2 separate regions of the Sus scrofa genome follow, and region 2 is linked to region 1. The links are chromatin contacts, called in public Hi-C maps. All regions are on one chromosome and are shown on one strand. Each heading gives the region's core, a stretch centred on a gene start, on an enhancer-like site or on the middle of the called end of the contact. The rest is flanking DNA. Distances are from core to core; before and after follow the strand shown.

Evidence for each region. Hi-C and Micro-C count contacts between places; a contact is called where the count stands out from the background.
Region 2: a contact with region 1 is called in a Hi-C map of epiblast stem cells, with 8 times the contacts expected there. The contact joins the promoter of PAX2 here to the promoter of NKX2-3 in region 1. A contact is called at or near these places in 2 of 47 Hi-C or Micro-C datasets (embryonic fibroblasts and epiblast stem cells).

Annotation. Positions count from the first base shown.
Region 1 is chr14:110,718,140-110,724,468 of Sscrofa11.1, reverse strand. NKX2-3 (homeobox protein Nkx-2.3) reads right to left here and starts at 4,085. Exons shown (of 2, transcript XM_003359321.4): 1 at 3,516-4,085; 2 at 467-1,987. The coding sequence starts at 3,876. The coding sequence ends at 1,245.
Region 2 is chr14:111,819,278-111,825,606 of Sscrofa11.1, reverse strand. It overlaps PAX2 (paired box protein Pax-2), which reads right to left and starts at 3,273. Exons shown (of 12, transcript XM_013983669.2): 1 at 2,076-3,273. The coding sequence starts at 2,100.

The DNA.
Region 1 (6,329 bases), core at 2,836-5,335:
GGGAGAACAGGACCGCGGCGGGGCGCAGCGCCCCCGGGCGCGCAGGAAGCCCGGGCGGTGGCCGAAGATGGAGCCGCCTTTGCGCCGCCAAAGGCTAGATCTGGGGCCGAGGTCTCCTTTTCCTTGGTGACCGTCGAGGTGGAGCAGAGTCCAAGCCTTGATCCAACGCAGTCCCAGATACTAGCCCTAGCATCTGGGTGAAACTTGAGGGGATTATTATAAAGCTCAGGTCCCCCAAAGGCCCTGAGTCTCCGACCTGTCCTCCCTACCAGCAGTAAAGAGAAATGAATGAACAAAGCCTTGGAGAGCAGACTTTCACCCTGGGGACTGAGGCAGGGGAGAAGACCAAGCCTACGACCGCCCTTCGGGAATTACTTTCCCTTGCACCTCTTTCCCCTCCCTGCCTGCCCTGTTAAGAATCCCTTCTCACTTTTATGGGCTAAACAAAGTCTGTAGCCGGCCAACGGTTTGAAAATATTGCACCTTGTTTATTGACTCCTGTAGTGTATGGCAGCGGGTGTGTACATGGCATGTGGATATATATATATTATATATGTGATGAATACAGAATATGAAACAGAAAGGAAACCCGGTAACACCTCCGGTGGGCCACCAGGTCCCGGATTTGTTCAAACCCCCCAACTTTTGATCTCGCTCCGCTGGTTTTTCTCGCAGAGTCTACGCCCCCTGACAATCCGGAGATCCAGGTCGAGGTATCTGTTGCAGAGAGCAGGCAGTTGGGAAAAGGAAAATGGACTGTGGTGTGGCGCGCCGGCCCGCAAAGAGGGCAGAGGGTCGGTAAGACCTGGGGAGCTCTCAAGTCACGACGCCCATTTTTCTCTCCTTCATTTTAATTTTTGTCCTTGGGTTCTCCGCCAGCGCTTCGCAGAGGCTGCGGGAAGGCCGAGGGAGAGAAACTCTTCTCTAGGAGAACCGAGCGGCAGCCAGAGTCAGTCCCAACCTCTCACACTCCTTTCGGGGCTAGGCTCGGGGCCATCATCCTCCCGGCAACTGGCCAGTGTTTCTGCCTCAGAGAGAGTCTCCGTGACCGCTCCTGGGCATCCTCTTCGCCCCGAGCCCCCTTCCCCAGGCCTCGCGTGGGGCCTTGGGGAACGAGACATATACATATATATTTGTATTTTTAACGAGGGGACTTGGCCCTTCCTGGGATCCAGCCTTTCTCGCGCTTTAGTCCCGTGGCGCCAGGCTGCTGTAAGGGGCCCACCGCTTGACCTGCCCGGTCCCTACCAGGCCCGGATGCCCTGCAAGGAGCCCTGCGCGCACGCGGCCCCGGCCGCCGCACCCTGGTGCAACGGCTGCGCGCCGCCGCCGCCACCGCCGCCGCCGAAGCCTCCCAGGTTGCTCATGTTCACAAAGGGGCCGCCTCCCGCCGCACTGCAGGCGGGCTGCATGGCTGAGGCCGCCGCAGAGGCCCCGCCACCACCGCCACCGCCTGCCGGGTACGCACAGCCATAGCTGCCGCTGTAGGCCGCCGCGGCGGCGGCTGCAGCCGCGGCGGCCGCAGCCGCAGCTGCCGAGTTCCCATAGCCGTAGGCGGGGAAGCTGTTGTAGGAGTAGGCGCCGGTACCCACGCTGTAGGGCGCGCCGTAGGCTGGCGCGCCGGGCGTGACGCAAGGCTTGCCATCCCGCACCAGCACCGGCACCGCCACGCGGCGCGGGGGCGGAGGGGGCGCGTGCCCACCCAGCTCCAGAGACTTGTCCTGCCGCTGTCTCTTGCACTTGTACCTGCGATTCTGGAACCAGATCTTCACCTGAGTGGATGTGAGTTTCAGGCTGCTGGCGAGGTGCTCGCGCTCCGGCGCAGACAGGTACCGCTGCTGCTTGAACCTGCGTTCCAGCTCGAAGACCTGGGCTTGCGAGAAGAGGACCCTAGGCTTCCGGCGGCTGCGTGGCTTCGGCCTCTCGCTCTCCTCCGCCGCCTTACAGTCTCCGGCCGCCTCCAGAGTCTTTTTCAGCTGGCAGCTTTCTGCGGAAGAAGCAAAACAACAGCGTCCCTCAGTTGTTCCCGGCCTCACGGCCGCTCCGGTCCCAAAGCACTGTGGCCCCTTTTGCTGGCAGCGCGGAGCATGCGGTAATAACTGCCTCGACTTTGGGGAAAGTCTGTGGCTCCTGGAGCCTTGGAACCCTGCGATAGTCCAAGGCCCCTCAGAATACCTTTGGCGGGCAGAGGCACGTTCCATAGCGAGAGGTAGTTAGTAGGCATTTATTTAGAACTTGAACTCCTGCGGGAGATTACCCTGTTTTACACGTGCGAATCGACGTGCTAATGATTTTCAGGATGAAAGTTTGCAACTACATAACTACCCAGTATTTGCAAGCTCATATGCTTTACACTCCGTTCGTGAATGGCTGAAGGTGTGAGGCATACTGGTATTTGGGGGCCGGTATGCGTGAGTTGCGCCAAAAATCTTTCTGCGCGGAAATGTCTGAGTGTAACGTTCATGTAATGCCTAGGGACTATTTTTTACTTTTAAAAGCCTACAAACCTACAGCTAAATGTCTGCGTGAGGACATCTATGTTACCTTAGAGAGAAAAAGAAATTTGATTGACTGGCTAATTTAGACAGTTTCTCGTCGATTTTAGGCCCAGGGGAGCTGTCAGAGCATAGGCCTTGGCTTCTGCCACATCAAACCTCCTCTTGGGGAAAGAGGTTCTTTGGCTCTGCCTCTCTAAGAAACAAACACGTCCTTGGAGGCTTTATTCAATTATCCTATTTTCCCTATCCAATTCACCCCCATCCTACTTGAGCTGCGGAGATCTAAGTTCCGCGCGTTTTTCACTCCGCCAAAGCCGCACAGCTGGGACACAAAGCAAAACGTTAAGAATTTTCAAAAAAGGCCAGTGGCTCAGGGGTTGAATGCGGTACTCCCTCAGAATGGACTGTATTCCCATGCACTCACCCACCCTCCCTTTCCTCTCTGCCGGGTGCCGTGGGTGCTGTGCGAGGACGTTGAATTCTAAGCGGTGAAGTTGAGGAAATCATTCAGCTGAACTCTACCGAAGTTCCTGTAACCGGCATATGCTAGGGACACAACCTGCTTGGACAGTCTTTTCCAAGAAGAAGGAGCGCCTGCCCTGGCCTCAGAAAACTTGTCTCACGCTAGAGGGAAAGTGGGAAAAGTTCAAGCTCGGTGCCCCTCCAGCTCTTGGGAAGATCAAAAATACCATGAGTTGTCAGCACCCAGCAGCTGAGCCCCCATTGCTTATCAGCATCAGGGCAGCAATAACTACTTTCCCTTCTCTCAGGGGCTGCATCGCCTCCCCCCCTCTGGGGGGAGTAGTTGGTGGAGTCACCTCGTCCTTCTCTCCCTTTGCACGGCTCGGCTCCCTCCCAGGCACCTGTGCTTTACGGAGTTGTTGACCAGGGCCAGGAATGACCCCAGCCAAAGGTTAAAGGGGCGGGCAACCCTACTGGCAAGGTTTGTGGGCAGTTTGTGGGCACCCCGCCATTGCTCCAGATGTGCGGGTTTGTTTCCCTTCCCCTTCTACTCACTCTGGCTCCGGTCCCTCACGACCTCCGGCTCTTCTTCATGTTCCTTAGGCCCGCTGCAGGCGTCTCGCAGGACTGTGTGGACATAGCTCTGGGGGCAGAGCCCGGAATCCCCGTGGCCATCGGCTGTAGCTAGTGAATTCAAGTAGGACAATTTCTCTCCCTCTTCCTCCTCGTCCTCTTCCCCTCCGTCAGAAAATTGCGTCCCGTCAGCGGTGGCCAGCGTGCAGGGCGCCGAGTGGAAGTGGTGCTCCAAGTCCGCCTGCAAGTGCGCACCGTGGAAGTGCTGTTGCTGCTGATGCTCCAGATTCAAAATGTCTTTGACTGAGAAAGGGGTGGAGGTGACCGGGCTTGGTAACATCATCAGAGCCACTTAATTGTCCAGTCCAAATACTCAATAAATCCCGGCGGGGGCGGGGAGGCAGCGCGGCGGCTCCAGCTCTCCTTCTGGACTCCGCCGCTGCTCCCGAGTCGGGCTTTTGACAGACGCGGTCCCGCTCCAGTCTAAATCGCCTCCATTGGCCTGGACGTGGGGGTCTGGGTTTTGTTACAGCCACTGCAGGGACTGGGGCCGGGGCTACGAAGCCTGAGGCCGGGGGTCCTGCGTCACGTCGGGGGCGGGGCTCTCGCCTAGGCCTCCCTCCCCATTGGCTCCAGCTCCGGTGGACCACGCCCCGCGCATCCACTGAGAGGGGGTGCTGTGGAGCTACCAGAAATAGACAAGGACTAGTATAGAGTCGCGAAGTCAGAGTCGCTGGGGAAGAGGCCGCACTGCCTGGGACCGGCAAACTACCGATTTCCACCCTGTCTGGCCGCATCTTCTCGGCCAAAGCCAATTCTGGGAGGTTTCCTGTCCGCGAACCAATTGCCAGGAAGGATAGCTCAGGAGCTCGTTTTTTTTCCTAGCTGCTGCGGGGGCAGGAAAACTTCCTGGCTTGTAAATACCCGGCACTGGGTCCCCACGGAGGGGGAATGTTTTATATATCTACGGATGGGCGACGCGTGCGTTCCCGCCTTGTTGATTTTGCTCAAGCTGTTCCCTCCACTCAGAATGTCTTCACCGCTCTTATCTCCATGAGTCAAAAGCTGTCCTTCAAGGCTCTGTTCAAATACCACCTCCTCCAAGAAAGCATCCCTTATCGCCTAGCCAGAAGTCATCTCTCTCGCATCTGAACTTGCAGCGCGTGTTAGAAAAGGACATGTGTCCCTTGTCACTTACCGCCTAGTACTGTAGATATATTGCTTGCCTGGTCTCCCCGGGTAAACTATGAGCCCTCCGAGGGCAGGGTCCCGGTTGCAGTTGCTCTTTCCTGTAGCTTTTCCAGCGACAGCACTAACCAGGTATGTGAGGGACAGAACAATGGAGTTATTGCTGAACTTTGTTGTCTTACAGCTCTTGGTTTGAATCCTGGCCTAGACAGTGTATGGCCTTGGGCGTTTCTAAGCGTCAATTTCTTTGTCTACAAAAAGACAGTAATAACCTTATTCAGGGTTGTTACCAGGGATAAGTGAGGCAAAACGCTCCAGGAGTTTAGTGCAGGGCCCGCGTGTTAATGCTCAGTACGTGTCAGCTACCAGTATTCCACATCGGTGATCAAGCAGTGTTTGATGACGTGACCGACCGGAGTGCCACGCACGGTGGGTGGTTTCATTCGGTCTTGAGAGCAGGATCTGTCTTCACATGGGAGGTGACTTAGCCGTAGAGTAGAGGCCGTCTTTTCCGCCTATTGAAATCCGGCGCCTGGGTCTAGGCCTTGACCCTCGCAGACACCTTTCTAATTTCCCCAACCCACACGCTTTTTGGCGCCCTCCTGCGGCCCTGGTTGTTTTGTGGGCGAATCTATGGGGTCCCCTGAGATTCTGGAAACTCCGCACTGGTGGAGATCAGCTCCCCACACAAATAGAATTTAGCTTGCCACCACGTCTAGCCCAGTGAGGAGCAGCCGGCGCTGCTGTGAGGCCCACAGAAAAAAAACCGTGTGCAGTGTTGGCGTTGAAAAAAAGGGGGGGGGGAGGACTGGTTTGGCCTAACCGTGGCGCCCCTCAGCTGGCCCTAGCCGCCCCAAGCATTTTTTGGCTGTCAGCATGTAGGAGCTGGGGCAGCACGGGCCTAAGCTAGAAGGAGCAGGTGGAAGGTGCAGGGACCGTGGATAACGCCTCCGGGCGGCGGCAGACTCAGGATGGAAGTGAGGGCAGGAGCGGAGAGCTGTCAAGGGAGGGCCCCCGCAACAGCGGGAGCACTGGGTGCCCAAAGCTGAGATGAGAAGGAACAGCCAGTCGGGAGGGGGGAGAGGCGGGGCTGTTCCGGAGGGAGCGGAAATGGTGCGGGGAGTCAGCCCCTGGGGCCGCCCGGGGAGCTGGGATGCAGCGCGGGCCACGTGCGCCCGGCAGTACTTAGGTGGTGGCGGCCGGCAGGCGGTGGGGGAGACCTTCCGTGAACTGGCCTTTGCTCCGCCGAGACGACCACCCCTTAGCCGCAGGGGCGCCCGGTGTTTTTCTGCTTTGATTTCTGAGGCTACTGACGCCCCGAGCGGAGCCGGCATCTCCAGACCAGGCCGTGGAGCTGCAGCGAGAAGAATGTGCCTGCTTTGGCTGTGGATCGCGAGCGCCCGGGCCGCAAAGATTCAGGGAGAGGTGGGGGTGAGTGAGCGGCACTGCCGGGTAGGGTTCCTTGACTCTGCGTCCGGGAGGCAGGCAAGCATCAAAGAAGGAACCTTCTTCCAGCCCCTCTCTTCCACCCGCACCCGAGGGCTAGACTATCATTGGGAATGTTTCTGCTCCCCACTGGTCCTTTATTTATTGATTGATCGCCTCCGT
Region 2 (6,329 bases), core at 2,024-4,523, 1.1 Mb before region 1:
GGGGCCAAAGCAGTGCAGGGGCCCTCTAGGGGATGCGGGGTCCAGGGGGAGCAGTGCACCGCCAGACGTGGGTAAGAAGATGGTGAGGGCCGAGGAGCCGGAGGGGCGGTGAAAAGAGAAAGAGAAGGCAGCTTGGAAGGAACAGCGGTTTCCTTCTCTCGGATCCAGCCCTGCCTCCAGCCCAAGTCCGCAGCTCCCCCCTCACCCTTCCCCAAGCTGAAGCGGTGAGAGTGTGATTCCCGCCCAGGCAAAAGTCGGGAAAGGGGGGAAGGGAAATGCTGTGCCGCACGCTGCCATCCTCCCGGCTGGCCGCCGGGCCCAAGAGCCGAGAGAGCCGCTCCCCGGGCAGACGCAGGTAGGCGCAGGCGCCCCTGGGTCTGCACCGTCGTCCCTTGTGGAGTGTCCCTCACACCAGGCAACTTGGATGAGGGCCCTGACAGGTGCTCCAGAACGGCCCCCACCACTCTGCCTTCTTCCCTGCGGTGCTGGGGAGGGAGACAGGCTGCATCAAATGGGAGCTTTGCTGGGACTGGGAATCCGGTCCCCACACCAGGCAGGGAGAGCCACCTTCCAAGAGGCAAAATGGAAAAGTGGGAGTGTCGGGAGCCTGAGCAGACAGGATGGGGAAGGAAGGAGGGGTGGGGGCAGGAGCCAGCAGGAGGCAAAATAAATAGATTCAGACAGAATGAGAGAGAGACAAGCCCTGTGCAGGAGAGGAAGAAAGGCGGAAAGAGGTTCTCAGGAAGGCCCAGCCATTAGGTCTGTCCTTGGGCTGCATATTTATACGGTCGAGGGGGTGCACAGATGGGCTCTCAATTGAATTCCATCTTCAACACCATCAGAGATTGATTTTGTACTCGCTTTTAATTTTGCCATAATTAATTAGATCATTACAACTGTTTGCTATTGATCTCCCTACTTAAACCTCTGGTGCAGAGGGGTGGCCCAGAGCCCTAAAAGCCCTGGAGGCCACAGTTGACACTCCTGGGGGCCCAGGTTCTCCAGTGGGGACAAGGCCCCCCCAGGGGAAATAGAGGCAGCCCAGGGACTAGGCCAAGAAGCTACAGGAAAGGCAGTGCTGAGGGTGGAAACTGAATTACCAGCTGAAAGAACTAGAACCTGAGTTGGTGGGGGATGAGGGTAGGGTAGGAGGGGAGGAAGGTGATTTGGGGAAGGAGAGGAGTGAGGCAAAAAGGGCCTGGAGTTAGTCCTTGACCTCTGTGGCCTTATTTGAAAAGCTCTTGGGAACCTGATGCAACCCTCTTCCTCCCCACAACCTAAAACTAAACTTGTGTCCCTGGCTTACCACCCCTTTGCTACACCAGGACACCTAGTGGGCAGACAAGGGGAGTTGGCAGGCCTGGAGGTAGGGGATGGGGGGAGAGAGAGAGAGAGGGAGAAAGAGAAGGAGGGATGGCTCCAGTGCAGCCCTCCATTCCCTTAGCCCTTTGGGTAAGCAGCTTCTGATTCTCCTCTGGGTCCCCTGGGGCCAGCCATCCCTCCCCTTGCCCCAGGCCTCCTTTGAGGTGTTTATTTGGGGAGTGGCCTTCTCTCCACACGTGTTATCTACACCGGTGCTTATACTTTGGTTCACACTCAAATACACAAGACCCTCACAAGTGTGCACACAGACGTGTGCACAGAGCACGTCCCCACTCACTAGCACACCTGCACAGACCCCCACACTCCATCCCCACTAGAAACTAAGGCCTTCCCGGTCCTCCCAACTTGGAGGAAGTTGGGCAAAATATTTCCACACTGAGGAAAGTGGAAAGATGGAGTCCAAAAACGACAACAGAAAGGAAAAGCCAGGTTCTGCAAAGAGACCAGGAGAAGTTGTAAAACTCGGGTTTTCTGGGTGGAAAGTTTTTAGTCGATTTGGTGGACATTGGTAGGGAAGGCCAGGAGGCCTCAGCAGTGGGAAAAAGGCCGAAGAGCCCGAGTCCCCAGGCCTACCGCCCACGGGGCAAGCACGGCATGAAAGACGGATGGAGTCCCTCGGCTCGGCCGCCCCCATCCCCCTCGGTCACCCCTCTTGCCTGTGGCGCCAAAGGGACCTTCCTCCCGGCTCTTACCTGCCCGGCCCGCGCGCTGTTCCATGCTCTGCTCCCCGCCGCTGCCGTCAGGGCCTGGGTCTCGCTTCTTGGCTCCGCAGCGGCCCGACAGCGCGTCTCGCCTTGGCCGCCGCCGCCCGGAGATCTGGGCGCAGCCACCCAAGACCGAGCGGCTCAGATAACCCGGGCTGCCCGCCGCCTCCGCCGTGCGCTCCGCTCGCGCCCGCGCTCACCCAGCCGGCCGCGCCGAGGCACAGCCACGCGCCCGGGAGCCCGGGCTCTCCGCCCCGCGCACACGCGTGCACACCCACCCGGGCCCCGAGCCAGCCGTAGGCGAGCCACCACCGCGCCGCCGCCGCAGGCGCCCGGAGACCGAATCCCAGCCTAGAAGCCGGCACAGCCTCTCACCCCACCCCCTCTTCTTCACTGTCACTCGCTCCCAGTCAGTCGACCGCCTTACACGCAGGGGCGTCTCCACTCTTACGCGTTCCCCAACTTTGTGCTGTGTCCCTTCCTGCGCGCTCGCCCCATCTTACGCTCTCTCTCCTCCAGCCTGCCACACACCCCCGGGTCTCAGCCCCAGTTTCCAAGATTCCTTCAGACACACCCCAACTTTCTTTCGGGCCACATAGCTGTGCCCTGTCACCAATACATAGTGGAACTGCTCACTAAACCCCTCACAAGCCTCTCCTGCTCCAAATAAATTTAAATATTTTTTCTTCCTTTTCCTTCCTTCTGTCTCTTTTTCTTCCTTCCTCCCTCCCTCCCCTCCTTCCTCCCTCCCTCCCTTCCTTCCTTCTTTCTTTGATCCCTCCCTTCCTTCCTTCTTAAAAAAAAAAGGAAAAAGTCCTGGCCCCTTTGCCTTAAGGAGATAACACAGGCCCCGAGGAAAGGGAGAATGACCAGCTCTCTCCCAGCTCAGGCCACGCTCACATGCCCGCCTCTTTGAACCAGAGGATTCCACAGGCTCCTGGTCCTCTCACTGCAAGTCTCTTGGACCTTGAGACTCACACCCTCTCCAAGCACACTCGTGCTTTCATCCCTGGTCAAAGACCGACTTGCGCTTTGTGCTCCCCCAATCTGGAATTTACATCTCTCACACCTTTGTCAAAGTTTTCCCTCAAACCTCACACACCACTTAGCTCACACACACCGTCTTGCACTCCTTCTTACACACTCACGCAGCTCTCAAGCACTGCTTCTACTCATGACCCCTTTCTCTTTGACTCACATTGTAACCCCACTCACTTGCACATAGGCTTGCTCACCCTGATGAAGTAACACTGAGACACGGGGAGGCTGGCAAGCAAAGTGCTGGGTAAGCCCCAGTGTCCAGGCGGGATGGGGGTGAGGGTGGGGGTGGGGGTGGGGGGGCCACAGCAAGGGTCAGGACCCAGGTCCACAGGGCCTACTGAACCCACTTAGGTTAGAAACAGAAGCTCTTCACTGGAGTCCCGGATACTTCATCTGAAGTTCTTCCAGAAAGAGTGTACATCTAGGGACAGGAGGCTGGAGGGGCACAAGAGCCCAGAGGCAAAATCTATATCATGGTTTCCCAAGTGCAATTTAAAAAAATCATCCTACAGGAACACGAACCCCTATTCTTTCAGGAAAATCATGGCCAGATTACCATCTTACCAATATTGTGATTTAAAACATCAGACTTTACTGGTGTTTCATTTCCTTTTTTTTTTTTTCCAAATCAGTGAATTTTCAACCTAAGAGCATAGAAACTTAAAAGTAAAAAGAAATTTTTTTTCTTTTTGTTATACACACACCACCACCCCTAAGGACAAGGATGGGAGTGCAATATACATATATGAAAACCTAGTCACACACTCACACATACACACATTCTCATGTGGTTACTCCATTATACACACGTGAGATGTTCACACACATAGTTAGCCTCTGTCACCCACTCAGAACCACACCCAGTCACACACATGGGCCATGACCTGCTGGGTCACACCGTCACTGTACTGCTCTTTGTGCCTTTGTTACCCCTTCTCTAAAATAGTGGTTAGAATCCTTGCTCTTCTCACAGGTTTCTCTTGAGAAACTTGTGTGAAGTGATTGATAAAATGTGAAGTGTGATTGATCACAGACACATTCTTTGCTCTTTCATGCCTGTGTTTTCAGAGACAGGAACTGAGACCCAGCATTTCACACACACACAGAGCAGAGAGGCACCCACTGGGGAACCAGGCGTTTTGAACTGGGGACATTCACATACTGCCTGCTCCTGAGCCAGCTCGTCACAGTTACCTGAACACAGGGCCCAGGGTTGGGGCAGTGCCAGGGCTGGGGCCTAGGCCCAGGGGAAGGCAGCTGAGGCCATTGTGCTAAGCAGCCTGTCTGCATACCAGAGGGACCAAGAGGAGGAAGGAGCTCTCTCAGCTCTTGGCTCTGGCACTTTTGGAGCCTGCAAAGCCGTGTCAGTCAAAGGGCAGCCCTGTGCCTCAGCTTCCCTCCAGCCTCCTCCCTCAGGTTCTGCTTCCCTTTGTCTTCCAGCCCTCATCCCTGTCCCACACTGCTTCGCAGGGCCCTGGTGCTCATTGCCCGCCCCATTGATTGAAACTCTCTCTCAGGTTCTCCAAGGAGTCCCAGGAAAAATGATCCGCCAGCCTATTGATTCTTCATTAGAATTACATTTTCACGTGTGCTAAATTGGTTTTAAAAGCTTTTTCTGTTGTTATTGTCTTGTCAGACCCTGCGGTCCAGGGCAAACCAAGTTAAAACGTTGTGGCTTCTTAGGGAAAAAAAAAAATCTTCGGGGCCAGGTCTGTGATTACTCGCTCCCCTGCCTTATTGCTGTCATGATGACAATTGTGATTTGGTGCAAGTGTCTTTAGAGGAAGGGCCCTGTAGAGGCCTGCTCAGGTCAGGCTGGAGCTAGCTGGGGAGGTGGAGGTGTGTGGAGAGGGCTCTGAAGCCCCTGGAGGAAGGACACTAGAGCAGTTTTTCTTTCCTTGAAAATTAAATTTAGCACTCGAACCTGTATTAATTGCTTCTGGGACAAGAGGAAAGGTGAAAGTTTTAAAAATCACTTATTTTCTCCTTCCCCTTCCAGATTAAATAGAGGAGAAATAGAAAACACACCCTCACGTATTCCCGCGCCCTCTCTTTCCCCCTAAATAACTGGGAAGGTGGTGTCAGTCTTTCCCAAGGTGCTGAGGGAGAGGTTGCGGCCTCTTGCTTTGTAGCAGGGCAGAAGCCCAGTCGAAAAGATGCTTTTAATCATTACACTCTGTGCTGGGGGAGGAAGGAAGCCAAATGAGGGTGGAGAAGTGGGAAGAGAGAGACAGGGACTCTCATAGAGAAAAACGGGTTTGGGGCCCAGACTATCAGAGAGAAGAGAGAGAGAGACAGATAGACAAACACAAGTTGGAGTCAGTCTGATGGACTGATCTTTGCAGAGAAAGAAAGGAAAGAAGGAAGAAAGGCAGGAAGGAAGGAAGAGGAAAGAAGGAGAAAAGCGGAGGGGCTGAGAAAAGAAAAGGTACAGGGGAAGGGAAAGAGACAGAGAAAAGGAACAAGGTAGGCAGAGGAGCAAGCCGGGGAACTGGCAGCCCCTCCAGCCCCCGCCTTCCTCTTGGCCTGGCAGCTGGCAGGCCGTGCTGGGGACTGGGCACCGGGTGGCTGCAGATCCCAGGCAGGAGAGCCGAATGTCTCCGTGATGTGTTTATCCCCTAATCAGTTCATTAGTTATAAACAACATGACATTAGAAGTTAGGAGGCAGTTGATATTAATTTTTATTTAACTAGTTGATGTTTAATCCGTCACGCCAGGCTGGGTAGCAGCGAGAAAGATCTTCCTGACACAAAACCAGTTAGAACTTCATAAGGCGCAATCAGTGTCCGCGCGTTGAAACAAACAAGAGAGACAGAGACAGAGAGACAGGGAGAGCCAGAGAGACAGAGGCAGCCCCGCCAGAGACGGAGCCGGCGAGGTGGGCGGGGGCGAGAGCTAACCCGGGGCGAGGGCTGGAGCGAAGTCTGCTAGAAAAGCTGAGGGTGCAGGGAGGATGGCTTGGCGAGCGGCTGGCAACCCTGAACCGGGGTCCCAAGCCCAGCCGGGCCCGACGCAATAGTGAGGGCCTGGGCCTGGCGCCCCGAGAAGGCCCGACCCCGGCAGCGACGCGGCTCTCCGCCAGGGCTCTAGCCAAGCCTGGCCGCCGCAACAATCAGCCTCCCGCCGTGGACCGCACTGGATTTCCGGGCGGCGTGGCGGGCGGTCAGAGGCTAACGTCCTAGCCAGGCGAGGCTCGGACT